4 separate regions of the Mus musculus genome follow, and all the other regions are linked to region 3. Evidence: chromatin contacts called from public promoter capture Hi-C data. All regions are on one chromosome and are shown on one strand. The core of a region is the stretch at or near the end of the contact, and the rest is flanking DNA. Distances in the headings are between cores, read along the strand shown.

The links. Promoter capture Hi-C pulls out the DNA fragments that hold promoters and counts their contacts.
Region 1: a contact with region 3 is called in a promoter capture Hi-C map of neutrophils, with 4 times the contacts expected there. The contact joins the promoter of 1700027J07Rik here to the promoter of F930017D23Rik in region 3. A contact is called at or near these places in 13 of 39 promoter capture datasets (3T3-L1-derived adipocytes, the C10 cell line, cranial neural crest and 7 more), 1 of 15 datasets of contacts at CTCF or cohesin (pro-B cells), 48 of 484 Hi-C or Micro-C datasets (the AML12 cell line, B cells, CD4 T cells and 26 more), 31 of 115 datasets of contacts at active chromatin or transcription factors (the 230-238 cell line, CD4 single positive thymocytes, DN3 thymocytes and 20 more) and 3 of 9 other capture datasets (adipose tissue, liver and pancreatic islet).
Region 2: a promoter capture Hi-C map of embryonic stem cells shows a contact between it and region 3. The contact joins the enhancer-like site here to the promoter of F930017D23Rik in region 3. A contact is called at or near these places in 10 of 39 promoter capture datasets (the 3T3-L1 cell line, the C10 cell line, cranial neural crest and 6 more), 20 of 484 Hi-C or Micro-C datasets (the AML12 cell line, B cells, the CH12 cell line and 15 more), 22 of 115 datasets of contacts at active chromatin or transcription factors (the 230-238 cell line, the SCID.adh cell line, VIP interneurons and 17 more) and 2 of 9 other capture datasets (adipose tissue and liver).
Region 4: a promoter capture Hi-C map of fetal liver shows a contact between it and region 3, with 2.7 times the contacts expected there. The contact joins the enhancer-like site here to the promoter of F930017D23Rik in region 3. A contact is called at or near these places in 14 of 39 promoter capture datasets (the 3T3-L1 cell line, 3T3-L1-derived adipocytes, the C10 cell line and 9 more), 3 of 484 Hi-C or Micro-C datasets (CD4 T cells, bone marrow-derived macrophages and nephron progenitors), 15 of 115 datasets of contacts at active chromatin or transcription factors (the SCID.adh cell line, bone marrow-derived macrophages, craniofacial prominence and 10 more) and 1 of 9 other capture datasets (pancreatic islet).

The regions. Positions count from the first base shown.
Region 1 is chr10:43,744,848-43,747,636 of GRCm38.p6, reverse strand. 1700027J07Rik (RIKEN cDNA 1700027J07 gene) reads right to left here and starts at 1,479. Exons shown (of 4, transcript NR_040581.2): 1 at 982-1,479. RefSeq lists an enhancer at 959-1,499.
Region 2 is chr10:43,726,637-43,729,390 of GRCm38.p6, reverse strand. No RefSeq gene overlaps it. Among named protein-coding and RNA genes, the nearest start is that of Gm40634, 15 kb to the left of the region's middle. Within about 2 kb of position 1,475, at least 20 of the 459 cell types and tissues checked have an H3K27ac peak or open chromatin away from gene starts, as enhancers often do. A contact at or near this core is called in the SCID.adh cell line, double positive thymocytes and neutrophils, where this site is marked.
Region 3 is chr10:43,592,134-43,594,833 of GRCm38.p6, reverse strand. F930017D23Rik (RIKEN cDNA F930017D23 gene) reads right to left here and starts at 1,407. Exons shown (of 3, transcript NR_033558.1): 1 at 1,271-1,407.
Region 4 is chr10:43,790,607-43,793,306 of GRCm38.p6, reverse strand. Gm40635 (a long non-coding RNA gene) reads left to right here. Exons shown (of 3, transcript XR_871619.1): 3 at 1-722. Among named protein-coding and RNA genes, the nearest start is that of Gm40635, 9.2 kb to the left of the region's middle. Within about 2 kb of position 1,361, at least 21 of the 459 cell types and tissues checked have an H3K27ac peak or open chromatin away from gene starts, as enhancers often do. A contact at or near this core is called in fetal liver, where this site is marked.

The DNA of each region.
Region 1 (2,789 bases), core at 230-2,729, 150 kb before region 3:
GATCTTGGTCTGTTGGATGACTTCCACTGGAATCTGAAACTATCTGTTCAGGGAGGAGGGCATAGGGAAACCCAGAGAGTCAAGCCCTCTCCTGAAGCATAGGCCTTCTAGGGCTGAGTCTCCCTTCTGTGCCAAGCAGTGGCACTAGGAGTCTCTTACACTGAGTTTTTAGATGTCTGAACTACTTCCATTGTCTCCGAGTTCAGCGTGAAAGTTATTTATATGGTTGTCCCTGACTTCCTAGATACCTTTAGCCAGAGTCAAGAGAAGAAGTTTGGCTAATTATCTGCCTGTGCTTGTATGTAAGCTAGGGATAAGATTTTGGCCAGTCTTTACACATAACATCAGACACGTGACTCTAAATGAGTCCTACATTCAGTCAAAAATCCGGACAATTCTGGTTATGGTGTTGACATCTGCTCTTGAGACTGTTCTTCCACATCTGTAAAGAGAACCTTCCTTAAAGAATGAATAGAGGGAGCCGGCCATGATGGCATAGGCCTTCGATCCCAGCAACAAAGGTAGAGGCAGAGGGATCTCTACCAGTTTGAGGCCACCCTGGTCTAGATATCCCAGCACTCGGGAGGCAGAGGCAGGCGGATTTCTGAGTTCAAGGCCAGCCTGGTCTACAAAGTGAGTTCCAGGACAGCAACAGCTATACAGAGAAACCCTGTCTCAAAAAACCATTTAAAAAAAAAAAAAAAAAGACTCACTTCAGCACACTGTTTGAGGGATAGCCTCCCCCCCAGTGAGGGTGCCCTCGCCATGGATGGCTGTGAGAGCAGGTTGTAGTAATGAAGACTGGAGCTTGAGACAGTGTCTCATGGTATTCAGCTAGCTTTCTCTTTCTTAGTCATCAGTTGAAACACCCTCCCCAATACACCCACAGGCATGTTTCTAGGTGATTGTAAATCCAGTAAAGATGACAGTGATCCTCACCACTGATGGTAAGTATGGTGGGGAAATGGGGTCAGATCCTACCTTATGTTGGCCAGGGATGGATGATCCCAGAGGCAGAGGAGTGGAATGTTCTCTGGAGCCTGGGAAGTCTTCATTCACTCGTCCATATGGCAAACAATTCACGTAGTATGCCCACTTGCCTGGTGTGTACTTGACAATGAAGCTTGTGCTGACGTTATCTCCTCCCTTGGGAAGTTTACGGTCCAAGAGTTTTGTGACAAAGCAACAGCATTCAGAGTTGAGTATTATGGCGGGAGAAATACTGAGGAGTGGGGGCGGGGCCAGGCAGAGTATTCAAGAGTGGCTGGAAAAATTTCAAGGGCTGGAATTTATCACACAAGCCAAATAAATGCCTGAGGGCCTCTGTGTCCCGTGACCCTATTATAGAATTTATAGCTCAAGGACATCTTTGAGATCCCATGGCCGCCATCCTTACATCAGTTTGGGACCAGCTGACACCTGGTCCTCTCCTATTTTTATCCCAGAGGGCAGTGAGGTTCAAACCCACATAATACAGTTGGCAGATTTCATTCCCCAGAGACTAAATGTGGAGAGGTTCAGTGACTTGCCCAAGGGCATTTATTGAGTCAACAGTTGAAATGGGAACAGTTACCAGATGCTGGGGCCAGGTGACTCCCCCTTCCCTCAGTGTCTGCTAAGGGGAATCATCTTGTGAAGTATCAAATGGCTCTAGTCTTCTGATGAGTGTGCAAATCAAAGAGCAAATGAGAAGGGTAGGTGTCAATTTCCCTTGACGTAACCCCTTCCGACTATGCAGCAACCAACATGAGAAGAATGTGACCTAGGTTGTACTAAAACCATTTTTTTGTTTGTTTGGTTTTTGTTTTGTTTTGTTTTTCTAAATTTCTCTCAGACAACTAGTAAACAGGAGGGCTGGCTGAGTGTCAACCTAACGGAGAACAGAGGAAAAGTCAAGTGTGCACTAGCTTAGGGTTCTAGATAGTTGAAATGACTGCCAGCAACTCATGCCTTTTATATTTGAGTGTCCTGTGTCATTAGTCGTGGAGGGGTGTGGGAGACACTTGTTTTCACTGGGTTATTACTGTTAGTGACATGCAGGACGGGCTGGGGATGGAACCCTGGCTTATTATTACTGTTAGTGAAGTGCAGGATGGGCTGGGAATGGAACCCAGGGTCTCAATCCTGTTAGAGGCAAGGACTTGTGGTAACAGAGCCACAGCCCCATTCTGAGAGGTATGGCTTAAGCACAGAGCATTAATATAGTCCACTTGGGACTTTGGTAAGCTGCACATATTGGATGAGTCCTGGCTGCCTGCATTCCTGCTGATATAACAAAAGGTGAAAGTTCCTATTCAAAAGATGTTCTGTGATTCACTTCACCGGGTGGCAAAGACAACATGGCCTGTATGTTGTGAGTCTACCTAGTCCTTGCTATAGTTTGGATTTGGTGTACCTCCATGCGTTGAAGGCATGGTCCCCAGTCAATGCTATTGTGGGGAGAGGTGGGATCTAGTAGAGAAGTCCTAGATCACTGGATGTGTGCCCCAGAAGAGGCACACATCTTCTTGTGGTACCCACTCTTTTCTCTTTTGCTTCTTCTGGCCATGGTATGAGGAGTTTGCTCAAACATGCTTAAAGATAGACTTTGCCTCCGGCAACCTCACCAAAGGCTTGCCAGAAATTGGTCTTCTTGGTTATGGAGTAGAACCTTTAAAACCATGAGCTGGACAACCTTTCCTCTTTGTAAGTTGATTATCTCATGCATTTTGTTGTAGTGACAGAAAGGCGATTTAAATACCCCTCTCACCAACATCCTTAGGAGTGACAAAGGAATAGGCTGTTAAATT
Region 2 (2,754 bases), core at 226-2,725, 130 kb before region 3:
TAAGCCTTTTCTTAATTCCCTTTCACAAGTTTGAAGCTAAGCTGGGTGGGGCTGTGCCCTGAGGTCGCCACTCTCTGTAGCCCAGTAGCAGCAGGCTTTTCTCTGGCAAGGAGAGAGAGTAACCAGGCCAGTGAGCAAGGACAATGATGCTTGGCCAGGTGACAGCAATGTCCTGAAGCTGCACCAGCACCCTAAGAGACAACACCTCTGCTTCCTGATCTTGGTACACAACACTGGGGCTGCAAGAAAGATGACGTCTGATAGGTAAGGACAGCTCCAACACAGACAAGGAAACAAAGGGACCAAAGAGAAAATTGCGAAGGGTAAGCTATCAGGGCTCCTGATGTGACAGAGACAGCAAAACCGTCAGCCAGAGTGTGTGCGGGCCACGGGTTGTGGAAAGGAACACTAATTGAATGGTTTTTAGAATCAATGTCTGTGTCCAGAAGGCATGGTTCCTGCTTCACAAAGGTAGGTGTCCTTCACATGCTGTAGTGACACTATGCAGTCTGGCTCCAAAGAACAATGCCTAACCAGCAGTATTTTCTCCACACTCAGGGATGACCTTGGCTTTCTTTCAGCTACTGTTTGCTAAACCTGGCATGATATTTACTTTTGCCTCTTTTATTTCTTAGTTTGGCAAACACCGTGGTTTGAAAAGAATCCCTACCACTGACACTACCACCACCTACCACCAGTACCACCACCACCACCACCACCATCACTACCACCACCACCACCACCACCACCATCACCACCACCACCACCACCACCACCATCACCACCACCACCACCACCACCACCACCACCACCACCACCACCACCACCACCACCACCATCACCACCACCACCACCACCACCACCACACTACCAAGACCACCATTACCACCACCACCATTCACACCATTACTGCCACAAACTACCACCACACCACCAGAGATTGTCAATGTCATTTGATATTGAAGTTAGTATTACTGTCCCCTAGTAGTTTTCTCTGTGCCCTTCCACCTCCTCCTCACTTTTCTGGGGGATTTCTACTCTTTCTTCCACCCATGCTAAGCACATCTGGGCAATGAATGGACTTGATGAGCAGCTGGGGTGTCTCCAAGGTCACCAGGTACGCGCAGGGTAACTGACATCTGTTACTAATAAATCTGATGGTACAGAGCTTCCAAGATTTCCAATTAGACCAATTAGACAAATTCTGCAGCTAACAGTAAGAAAAACAAAAGCATAATAAAACCATGCCTCAGAAAAGAGACATGTTGGTATGTGTATAAAGGAGAAGAGAAACTAGCTGGCGTTTAAATGGTAAGGTGAATTAGCCAACTCTTCCTTCACCTTCCTCCAAAGTCTTTGATGTCTCACCATAACATGATTGCTAATTCTTAAACTGTGAGCTGGCCCTGTCCTTGAACAACTAGCGAGTGTCTGTCACTATTCGGTTTCCCTCGTTCTCCAGGAAGTGTGGTTACACTGCAGAGCAGATTAGCTAACTTAGAATGCAACTCAGAACTGTTTCCTCTAGCAGAAACAGGTTGGTCTAGATTAGTTGTGTAAAAAGTCATCGCCATCTGGAGACCATTCAACCAATATTCTTCCCATCATTCCCAGCTTGTCAAAATCAGGGTCTCGTCATGCAGGTTGCTTTGAATTTTGTTGTTAGAGCCCTGGGTATTTCATATGTGGTGCTGTGGGTACAATAAGCCCATGTTTTATCTATCTAATCAGTCTGTCTATCTGTCTGTCTATCTATCTATCTATCTATCTATCTATCTATCTATCTATCTATTTTTCTATCATCTGTCATCTATTTACCTATCTAGCTATCACCTAGCTATCTATCTACCTACATACTTATCTGTTTTTAAATCATAGATTTTTAAAGACTTGGTCTCACCACGTAGTCCAGGTTGGCCAGAAATTCACCATGTAGTCTAGGTTGGACAGAAACTGGCCATCTAGTCCAGGCTGATGGCTTGGTTCTCCCTATAATTGGTTTTATCAATGTGTGCTGCTATGTCCAGCTACAGACACCACGTTTAATGTCACCCTAAACTGCTGATGAGCTGCCTCACACACAGATTGCTACCTGGAAGATCTCAACTTGTTACAAGAAACTATCCAGTAGTAGTAGAGAAAGCCCCAGGGTGCAGAGAGTCTCAAGAGTGGCTCCATGGACTGGCCCGTGTACACTTAGTGACAAAATAAATGATAATATAACTCACAGTTACTGACGGAGGTTTTCTTTCTCAATTACAGAAATAAGGAATCCCTGACCAATGCCCCCACCATCACAGACCCATTTTAGAGCTAGGTAGATACACTGACTTAAGGTCTTCCACTCATACTAGATCTAGAATAGTTTTGCTAGCATCTATGATCTTTTTTGTTTGTTTGTTTGTTTTTTCTGGATAGCTCAAATTAGTTTAGCACAAAAGATTAAAGTGAAGCCTTTATTTTCCATAATTATGGGAAGAGTCTTCTCTAGCATGTTTCCCCATGTTTCTTTGCAACAACATATTTCAGGGGCTTAATACTTACTGGACGAATAGTTGAAGCTAAAGTCTTGCTTAAGGACTCATCGTTGAACTGTTCTGTCTGCCTGTGGGGTTCGACTTCCAGTTCCCCAGTCCTGTTTGTTGTGTCCTCAAGTGGTGGTGACTGAACAAACCCCCAAGCTATATCTCTAATGCCATTTACTTTTTATTTGCGGGCTTATTTACTTATTGTTTTATCAATAAAAATTATTTT
Region 3 (2,700 bases), core at 158-2,657:
AAGACAAATAGCCAGCACACTTGCCCACTGAGCCCAAAATCTGACCTCATGTGACATGTGACAGTCAAAACACAGGAAGACTTAAAATACATCATTGCAGGTGTGATGGCACTTGTCTATAATCCCAGCACTCAGAAGATGGATGCAAACTGGTCAAGCATTCAAGGCCACTCTTGGCTACACAGCAATTCTGAAGCTTATGATGCCTGAGATTCTGTTGCAGTAAGTTAATAAATATCACACACACACACACACACACACACACACACACACACACACACACACTTAGCTTCAGTCTGTGTTTAAAAAATATATATGAAAACAATTTTCTGTTTAGAGGTTGGTATGATCACCAAGATATCCAACCATGTGTATTCAAATATTCCAAAATATAAAATACAACCCCTAAGGTTTTCAGATAAGAGATACACAACCTGTAATAAGTAGATACAAACCCTAATACATACTGATAAGCACAGCAGCAATTGTAAGATCATACAGGGAACCCTCGTTTCCTGATTGCATTTGCACCCGTGTCTCAACAAGTGTTGAGACACTAGCTGTCTTTCATAAGCTCCATGAAACAATTTAAAATTGTTGTACTGTGTTTAATTAGAAAGTCAATTATGTTGATTCATCAGAAGAAATCTCTCCCAAGTCCTCACTAAGTACAGGAGGGTAAAAAACACCAAGTCACTGACTAAAGATGATGGTGTCTCTAGAAATAATAAAAGTGAACTTGTCTTCGTTTTTGTGGGCTCAGCTTAAAAACTCGATGCCCAAGTGTCTGTGAGTTGGAGAGCAAGTTTACGTAAGCTTGGGGAAAGGAAAGCCCATTCTCAATCGTGGAATTGTCTAAGCGGAATGGAATCCTCTCGTATTTATAAACTAGAAAGTACCTGGTCGAGTGAAATCGCTCAAAAGCCCAGAGATGCTTCCAAGAGCCTTGCAACTGGTTGATGGATGCAGACTGGAATCAGGATCTTCTGGAAAGGGTGTCTCCAGCGTTGGACAGGGGTGATTCATGCAAAATCCATACAGCCATTCAAACAAGACCTGCTGTGGTAGGACCACACTTCCTGCTCAGAGGTACCATTCAGCTAAAGAATGTCCTTGATTATTTATTCACCAACTCAAGAGAGCACAACCCTCCGTGGATCTCCATGCCTTCAGGGAAGACATTCCTGCACACAGAGCAGAGCCACAGCACTGCGATGCCCCTTTGGGTAGGAACCAAACTGGGCTGGGAGAAAGTGGCCACCTCACTTACCTCTATTCACGCCCCTGGTGAAAAGGTCTTTGCTGAGCACAAAGATTTGGCCCAGCCCGCAATTGAAATGATGGCAGCATTGCTCGTACCCACGCCCAGCATTTAGTGTCTCAACTTTGCTGTGCTTTAGAATCATCTGCTTAGCTCCTCAAACCTCCGGAGGACTGGGCTCCACCCAGACCTGTTTATCAGAGTCTCCTGGGCAGGGAGAAGTATGAGTATTTTCTCAAGTTTCCCAAGTGGCCCTGCTGTGTGCTGTCATTGAACCCCACTGTTATAGCTGGGGAGGTTCTTCTCTAATGCAAAGAGGTCCTGAGAGACCAGTCATTTAGAAATAGTCCCAACTTCTCTTCAGACCTAATAGACTAGCAGAGGTCTGCCCTTCCTCTTCCCAGCTACCCTGGTAATAGAGTATGAAAGTAATCTATTTCACTTACCATCCATTGCTTACCTACCCTCTGCCATAGCCCAAGAAATGAGGAAGGCAGATTCTTTCAGGGAACAGCAATGTTGACAGAAAAGTCATAACGAATTTTTCTGCCCTAGCAAGAAATAATCCTGCCAGTGTGTCCATTCATTGCAATGGGCCAGATTTCGTACTGAGGCTTTGTGTGTTAACTTGTTTGAGTCTGTACCCACCCCATGAGATAGGTCACATTACTATCAAGCCCATCTGACAGGCAAGACTCCGGGGTAACAGAAACGTTGGGCCCTTTGGCTAAGATCTTTTAGCATTTGGTAGCAGGCAACAAGCTGAAAGCCAACAGAAGCCTGGATCGACCACCCTCACCTTGGTTACATTGGATGGATGCATTGAAGTATCATGAAGCCACAGCCAGGGGTGGTGTCTAATGCCTGAGTTCAAGGCCAACATGGACTGAATACTGTGTTCCAGGATAGCCTTGGGACAGAGAGAACTTGTCTCAACAACAACAACAACAACAAAGAATGTGATCTGAGTTCAGGAGTGGGGTGGATGGACCTGGCAGTAAAGTGCTTGCCTTAGAGGTGGAAGGACCTGAATTTGATCATCACGATCTACATTTAAAATGTTTTTAATTAAAAAAAAAAAAAAAACCCTGATGGTGGTTGGTACTATTTCTAAATGGCTGGTCTCTCAGGAACTCTTCCTTTGATTTAGAGAAGACCTTCCTCTATCTCTAGCAGTGGTGGTACATAATCCACCACGCTTGCAATCCACATGCTGGGAAAGTGGACACAGGTGACTCTCTGGGGAGCAATGGTCAGCTCAGATCAACCCACTCGGCAAGCTCCAGGTAAATAGTGCCTAAGGTTGTACCGTGACCTCCACGAGCATACACACACTTCTCGTGTGCACTTGCACACACAGATACACTTGCATGCATGCCCACACACACACACACACACACACACACACACACACACACACACACCACACACCACACACC
Region 4 (2,700 bases), core at 112-2,611, 200 kb before region 3:
AGTTAACAGATCCAGGAGTCCCCTGCGCATTGTGTGAAAACACAGACTATGACTCTACTGGCTATGCTGCTGAGATGCTTACAGAGCTTGCTTGTCCCCAGGCTGTGCTGAGGGGCTGAGGGAGCACCCTTTGTTATTGCTCCAGTCATTGCTCACTCTTCCATATGGAGGCTCTGTATGTCACCTCTCCGCCTTTTGCTTTTGTCTTTTCCTATTCCTCCTTCATCCCTCCTTCTTCCCATCTCCCTCATTGCCCCAACACACAGCCCTACTCGCTCCTGGTTCAGCTTCATTACCCACTGTGCTTTCCTACCCTTGAGCTGCCTGTTAGAGGCGTGTTTGCAAGAAAGAATAAAATGCAGGGCACAGACAAGAGGCATGGTAATCACTGCCCCCTTACTTGGGCTGAACTAAGTGGGGAGAAAAGCTTGGCACCCAGCCTGCATTTTGTATCTGACTCCTATGTGTGTAACCACATTCACGGTGACGATTACACCACCCCTAAACAGAAGCTGTCATCTCATAGAGACCAAATGTCCCAAGCAGTAAGGATCTCTTTGTATCACCATGCAAACCCAGATTGTGATGGACTGGACTTGACTGACCTCTTGCTTCTTGCCCCAGCTCTTCCTCTGTTCAAACCCAAACCTCAGACTTCCTCTCCCCAGGTGTCTGGTCTGTCAACTCTCCTTTTTCTGCCCTTTGACGCTACTCATTTCTGTACCTGGAATATTGAAACAGTTAAGCCTAGTTTGTCAGGATTTTTAGAGCTGGGTCTTTGCTCTAAAACATCAATAACACTTACCCTTGGATCACTAAAGAAGTGTGAGAGCTTGGGGAGATGACTTTGCCCATAAAGCCCTTGTTATACAAGCATGAAGAACTTAATCCAGATCTCTAAGACTCATACAAAAAATTGGGTGTAGTGACTATAGAAATAATGTGATTGGCCAGTAAGAAATCACTCATTTAGAGGTGAAGGGGAAACTCTAATAGTGCTTGTCTAGCTCTGGCTAATGTTCAAAGAGGAGCTGGCCTCAAATAGGCTTAGGCTTGTACATCTCACAAGTACATACACTGTTGTCCTTAAATCTCTTTTAGGTTCTGGCCTCACGTTATACTTTGAACAATTTAAACAAAGGCTGGAGACTACAAGTCTGGCCAGTGCAGATGGGAGGTTTACACAGTTATTGCTAGCATTATTTCTGAAGTATCTTGCCCATCTGGCAGAATTAGGCTTTTCCCAGGAAAAGAACTGAACGCTTTATGTCAGGCTAGGACTTAACATACTTGTGTTGTGATCCAGTGCTAGCCCTTGAGCTGCCTGTTAGAGGCGTGTTTTTTAGGGATGGGCCTAACAGCTGGCTAGCTCTGATGAGCAGCCATTTTCATCATAATTTTCCTTATCTTTAACAGACCTGGCTAGCAGGTTACTTATCTTTGGGGTATTTGTGGGCAGCACTTCCTTAGCTAAGTTACTTTGTGTAATTTGATGTCTCCTAAGGAAGTGTCTTAGTAAGTCCTTTATTCCTTTATAACTCTCTTCCTATTGTGCCAGGGAGGCTGAGACAGGCCGGTGCCTGGGGGTTGTTGTCTGGCCGGCGTAGCTGGAGTTCCAGGTTCAGTGAGAGACCTTGTCTCCAAAGTGAGGTGGATAATGATTGAGGAAGACATGTCTATGTTTGGCCTCTACAAACACATGCCCATGAATATATGCACACTCATCCATACAGTATGTACAGAGAGAGAGAGAGAGAGAGAGAGAGAGAGAGAGAGAGAGAGAGAGAGACTTTTACCCTCTGTCAGTCTAGAAGTTGGCTGGTATGTGTAGAGAGAATATCTTCTGTATTGTATGGATGCACTACCTGTCAATTAAAAAAAAAACCTATGGCTTATAGGAAAGGATAAAATAGAATGGGGGACCTCTGGGAAGCAGAAAGAATTCTGGGATAGAGCCAGGCTTGGGAGATCCACCTGGGAAGGTGAGATGAAGCAGATGTATGGTACCTGAGCACAGGTAACCAGCCATATGGCAGAACAGAGGTTAAAATAACTGGGTTATTTTAAGTTATGATCTAGTCAGAGAAGACTCTTGCTATATAGCCAAGGTATTTGTAAATATGTTTTGAATCTGAGTCTTATTTCTGGGAGCGTGGGGCTGAGAGGAAGCAGCAGACTGAACTTGTACAGGTAAGAATGGTTTGAGGGGGAAGAAATGGCGTACCACATTTGCACAGACACTTGTATTCCACGCAGGTCACTGAGCCTTGACTAGGGTGATGCTTGGTGAGACATCTAGGTGAGTCAGCAGTAAAGCTGCCTGGGGATGCCCAGACCAGCAGAATGAGCACCAGCTTCAGGAAAGTCCAATGTAGCAAACCCTGAAAGGAGTGGATTGGCCTGAGCCAGGTTGCAAACTAGCAGTTTAGGAGACGGAGCCTGAGTTTCTACTTCCCAGAACTGGGCAAGTCAGTTACTGGAACAACTGCAGGCTTATGTCAAGAGCCTACCTGTCCCCAGCTTGCAAAAGGACAGTTAGCCAAGCTTACAGCCAAGAGGTCAAGAGCTACCCCTCCTTGGCATGAAGCAAGAATACTTAGTCTGAATCGTAGCATCACCCAGATCCTCAGAAATAGAACCCACCAATCAAGATATAGATCACCTACCCCTCCCTAATGTTCCTCTTTTTGGCTTTAAAAC